2 separate regions of the Mus musculus genome follow, and region 1 is linked to region 2. Evidence: chromatin contacts called from public Hi-C data. All regions are on one chromosome and are shown on one strand. The core of a region is the stretch at or near the end of the contact, and the rest is flanking DNA. Distances in the headings are between cores, read along the strand shown. Region 1 overlaps Son (Son DNA binding protein). Region 2 overlaps Synj1 (synaptojanin 1).

Evidence for each region. Hi-C and Micro-C count contacts between places; a contact is called where the count stands out from the background.
Region 1: a contact with region 2 is called in a Hi-C map of cortical neurons. The contact joins two enhancer-like sites. A contact is called at or near these places in 3 of 39 promoter capture datasets (the C10 cell line, hippocampal neurons and neutrophils), 3 of 484 Hi-C or Micro-C datasets (bone marrow-derived macrophages and cortical neurons) and 2 of 9 other capture datasets (adipose tissue and liver).

What each region holds. Positions count from the first base shown.
Region 1 is chr16:91,677,428-91,680,127 of GRCm38.p6, reverse strand. Son (Son DNA binding protein) reads right to left here. Exons shown (of 12, transcript NM_178880.4): 10 at 2,652-2,700; 11 at 2,424-2,539; 12 at 936-2,027. The coding sequence ends at 1,968. Donson (downstream neighbor of SON) reads left to right here. Exons shown (of 10, transcript NM_021720.1): 10 at 102-863. The coding sequence ends at 239. Among named protein-coding and RNA genes, the nearest start is that of Donson, 10 kb to the left of the region's middle. Within about 2 kb of position 1,422, at least 22 of the 459 cell types and tissues checked have an H3K27ac peak or open chromatin away from gene starts, as enhancers often do.
Region 2 is chr16:90,949,407-90,952,106 of GRCm38.p6, reverse strand. It overlaps Synj1 (synaptojanin 1), which reads left to right. Exons shown (of 32, transcript NM_001164483.1): 24 at 98-307; 25 at 1,622-1,756; 26 at 2,370-2,408. Among named protein-coding and RNA genes, the nearest start is that of Cfap298, 16 kb to the right of the region's middle. Within about 2 kb of position 1,371, at least 9 of the 459 cell types and tissues checked have an H3K27ac peak or open chromatin away from gene starts, as enhancers often do.

The sequences.
Region 1 (2,700 bases), core at 173-2,672, 730 kb before region 2:
GAAGACAGCTCTGGTGTACTTGTATAAATCTTTTAAAAACAACAAAACCTCGGAGTTCAAGAACTAATGTGCTTTATGGATGTGGACTTGTGTTTTCCCAGAAAGTTGCTCGTGAGGACCTTGCTAATTGTGGGCTGCATCCTAAAACCCTGGAGCAGCTCAGTCAGAGGCCAGTGCTGGGGAAGTCATCCCTGCGGAGTGTGGAAATGAGTGACTACATTTTAAGTTGGAGATCCTGAACACCAAAGTAAGCCTAAAAGGAGTCTGAGGAAAAAGCTTCCTAGCAAGGAAATGCAAGATGCGTAGGCCCCTGGCTTTTAAAGTTCATTCGGAAGAATATATTTTAAAATACTGAAATGTTCCTAAACATTTTTATATTAACTTATTACATGCAATAGCATTAGGTTTTAAATCAAGATTTTGCTTTTATTATTTTCATACATTTTCAGAGATGAAGATGCAAGGAGCTTCCTTAATACCTCAGATAATTCAAATAAGAGTTCTATCCCTGCAACTTATTGTTAACCTGAGTAGAAAAGTCAGTGTTTTATTACAATTGAGAAACAGACTACCTGTAGCAATTATTCCAATGGAGACTAAAGCATCCACATTGTACCTTAGACGAGCAGTGAGTTCTTTCAAGACGTAGGGAAATGAGCATTTTTACTAATGATTTCTAGTTCCTCTGCTCTCACGTATGTTCATCTTCTGTGTCAAGTCAGAGGGGAGGCTACTTTGTACTTCATCTAAGTGCTGGGCCCTCAGCCATGTCAACTTACTACTTAGTATGCTTACAGGTAATCTGTGTTTGCATGTGTGTATAAAATTCAGTATTTTTAAATAAACGTGCATAGAAATCACAAGAATTGGGTAAGAAACAAATAGTGCTTAGTTATATGTGTTCCATAAAAGCCAGAGAATAAGACACAACATTTATTCCAGAGAAGTTTGTATTTGGGCCTTAAGCTTTTGAAAATAAAGTTTAGAGACATAGCATATGAATACCACTGTAATACACATGAATATTCTATCAGACCCTAAAAAATTAACATAAACTTCCTCAGTCAACAAAATAGCGGCTGGGTGCCAATTTTTATTAGATAAGTCGGTTACAGCATTTTTATTTACGTCTATCTAGGTGTAGCTGAAATTCAAAATGCACATCAAAGTAAAACTATATCACAACTGAAGCCATACTAATATGTACTTGGCCTCTGAAGTTGGACTTCCATTTTGACTTCCTTCTTATGACCCAAGTCAAGTGGCTTTAATGGGAATGCAGGACTTAGTACTGATCATGACACAATGTATCACTTTCTTTTCATAATCTCTACAAAAAGGGGGAGATGGTGGCATAGCCCTGTGGAACAGATCTTGCTTCATTGCCTTAATAACACTGGCCCAGTATCTGTCCAGCAGAACCCATTGTGAAATAGTACAAGGTGCACAGCCCTTCACTGATTACAGGCAAGTGTTACAGCAGCCTAGCCGTAAGGAAGGGAAGTTACATCATAGTACAAAATACAGTATAAAAGCGTTATTTAACATTCCACACTGAATATTACTGATGCCCTCAAACAATTGTTTGGATGTTAGCCACTTAAACAAATACATCACTAAGGTAAACAATATAAACATACCAAAACCCTGTATGGTTAAATACAATTTCCATGGTACAAAAACGAAAGCCTGGAGATGTTTGTACAGATTGCTTTTTACACAATGTCTTAAATTGTGAAATATTTACAACATTAAGGAGGAAATACATTGTGATGCAGAGTAAAATTATCTGAATGATTAATATAAAACCTCAATCTATCTACGTGAGGCACTCCTGAAGCAAGTGGCATTAGCCATGAGGTCCTTTGGTACAAGGCCCATTGCTTGAAGAACCACAGTTGCTGCTGTGGCTTTAGCATGCTTCTTATTAGGGCTGGCAAAGCTGGGCTGGTAAGCGCTTCCATTTATCAATACCTATTCAAGAAAAACATACAATTGGGCTGGTAAGGGCTTCCATTTCTCAATACCTATTCAAGAAAAACATACAATAAGAACAGCATCAAACTTTAATATCTATTAGCTTTGTAATTTTTTACTAAATTCTAAAAATAACTATAAATTACAAACCCCACATTATAGAAATTAATCTCAGCCCAGAAGCAACAAATGATTTTAAAAAGGAAACTGCAAAATAAATGCAAGCCTCCATACTATTTTTAAAAGCCCTAATAAAAGTATCCCCACATTCCACTAGAAAATACATTTTGCCCATACCCTCCCTTTAATTTTGTACCCTTTTTATAAAAACCCAACCACATAGTCACATCTGTGACCCACCCACAGAATATTAATACTGATTGTATCACACTCATCCCTTAACCCTCTATCATGACTATGTAATTAGTATGTAAGTTCATATTTACCCTAAAGAGGAAATGTTTGCGATGGTCAGGGCCACTGTCATGGACCAAGAGAAATTCAGGTGGTTGCCACCTTCTCTTATTACAGATTTCCATCAAGGCAGACACAGGATGTTTGCCTGTAGAGAGAAAAACAACTAGTTATAAAAGATTCCCATCAACTTTGCAGGAATTGTGAATTGAAGGTAATTGAAGGGTAAAAGCAAGAGCAGGTCACAGGGCAGTGCTCACCTGATAAGTCTTTCATTGCAGCAGAGAAGTTCCCAGAACGCTTTTGTGC
Region 2 (2,700 bases), core at 122-2,621:
CCTGTGTGGGCGATACCTTAGCAGTCTTAACTTGTCTTTAGCCCTGGAAGCCCTACTATAAAAAGGTAAAAGGTGCTGTCTTTGGTGGCCTTGCTAGGTGACGTCGATGACTACAGCGCTGAAGTAGAGGAGCTTCTTCCTCAGCATCTGCAGCCGTCCTCAAGTTCTGGCCTGGGCACTTCTCCAAGTTCTTCACCCCGGACCAGTCCCTGCCAGTCCCCCACAGTACCAGAGTACTCCGCCCCTTCTCTTCCCATCAGACCTAGCCGAGCACCGTCAAGAACTCCAGGACCTCCAAGTTCGCAGGGTGCGTGTTTTATTTGAAAATTTGGTGTGACTTTGTCTTGACGGTTTGTTTGAACGTTGGAGTACGGCTGTATCCTTGTTTGCTTTCTGTTGCTGTGATAAAAACACTGACTGCGATGGCTGGTCCTATGTCAGCTTGACACACAAACCTTAATTGAGAAAATGCCTCCATAAGATCCAGCTATCGGGACGTCTCATAATTAGTGATTGATGGGGGAGGTTCCAGCCCAGTGGTGCATCTCTGAGCTGATGGACCTGGTCTTCTATAAGAAAGCAGGCTGAGCAAGCAGGGACAGGAAGCCAGTTAGAAGCACCCTTCCATGGCCTCGGCATCAGCTCCTGCCTCCAGGTTCCTGCCCTGATTTCCTTTCATGATAAACAGGAATATGGAAGTGTAAGCCAGATAAGCTTTAATCCCTCCCCAACTTGCTTTTTTGGTCATGGTGTTTCATTTCACCAATAGAAACCCTAGCCCACTGACCAAAGCCAGCTTGGGGCGGGAAGGGCTTGTTTGGTTTACAGGTGATTAAGGGAAGCCAGACGCTCAGGGCAAGAATCTGGAGGCAGGAGCTGATACAGAGGCTTGCTCCCAGTGGCTAACTCAGTCTGCTTTCCTATTCCTCCTGGACCACCTGCCCAAGGGTAGTGCCACCCACAAGGTCTGACCCCATCAGTCATTCATCAAGGGACTTGGTCTGCAAGCCAGTCTGACATAGGAATTCCTCAGTTGAAGTTCTTTTCCCCCCAGTGACTCTTAACTTGTATCAAGTTGACACAAACTAACCAGCACAGGTTTTTTAGCTTTAGCCCAGGTACTGAGTGGCCTGTAACAGGAGTGGATTCCTGACAGTAACTCTACTCTCAGTGGAGAAGCTTCACAGCACTGCTGCCACGGGATGCCCTGTCTCAGTCCTGTTATGTGCTCAGTCGCGTCTGAGCTTTACAACGTGTGGTTTTCTACTCTGAGATAAGAACACTTGACTCGTTGGGCTTTTCCCCTCTCTTCCTGGCTGGCCGGCAAGTTATGTATGACTTAACTCAAACAGTACATTTTGTCCCTTAATAGTCCTCCTTAGTAAGTCAGCTCTCAACACCGCAGCCAAGTGAAGGTGCACAGGGCAGCAGCATGGTTCCCATGCTTCCAGAAGGGGCTTCTTTGGTGGACTGCTGCCATAGTCACCGAGAGTGTTTTATTCTTTCTGTAAGGCACAGACCTTTGAGAGGAGAGAGTTGGGTCAGTTCATCAGGCATGCACGTTCCGTCTCACTAGCGCCCTCCCGGTTGGCACCTGGTCTCACTTTACTCACTTTCTTAGGCTCTCCAGTTGACACTCAGCCAGCGGCCCAGAAGGATTCTTCCCAGACTCTAGAGCCCAAGAGACCACCCCCTCCCCGCCCAGTCGCTCCTCCGGCACGTCCTGCCCCACCACAGAGACCACCTCCACCTTCAGGTAACCAACTACTCTTAGATTGCCTGTTTAACTTAAAAATTTCCTCTACTTCATTTAAATGCATTGTGCATGTTTTCATCTGTATCCTCAGGATGTTGTGTGTGTGTTTGTGTGGTCATTATTGATACCTCTTGAACTTGTCTAAAAGGAGCTCTGAGGAGCAGCAGGACAGCATGTCTAGCGAGCAGGGTTTGTGAGCACGGCCAGCTGCCTCCTTGCCTTGCACAGGAGACACTTGTTTGGGTTTGGCTACTTTGATTGGTTGGGCATGTATGATGTTCTTGGGTAAATCTAAGTTTATTTTTTTTAATTCCTCATCTGTAGCTTTATAAAGACAATTAACAGTTATTAATTTCTGAAAAATGTATTTGAGAACTGAAGTACATACATGTTTTTAATATGTTTTATATACCTCTTTAAATATTCTCTTAGCTAAATGCAGTGTTCACTTCTTGTGAGCATATACATTGAATAACAGCTTTGTGTAATGTCTAGATATTTACACAATCATATATGATGTGTGCTTTCATGATTATTAGAGTAGATATTGACATTTCAACTCTTTATTTAATGTCATTCCCTTTCTGCTGCCTAATTTCTTATGAACTATAAGGGGCTAGGAGTCCTGCGCCTGCTAGAAAAGAATTTGGAGGTAACCATTTACATTTGCTATCCTGTGTGAATGCTGGCTTATTAATACTTTGGAGTTTGAACCATGTAACTGAGAGACAGTTTAAATCTGTTTGGTAAGCATCAAAATGTGTACATTTATACTCCATGCTAAAAGAGCTCCAAATGTCTACATTCCTGTTAACATATTAGAGCTTAGTTATTCCGTGAGTATAACTAATAAACTCTATCTTATTTTTCATTTTGAATAAATCAAATTCTTGCCTCATCTGTTTATGTAAGACTATAACATTTCTTCTTTTCAACGAGCTCAT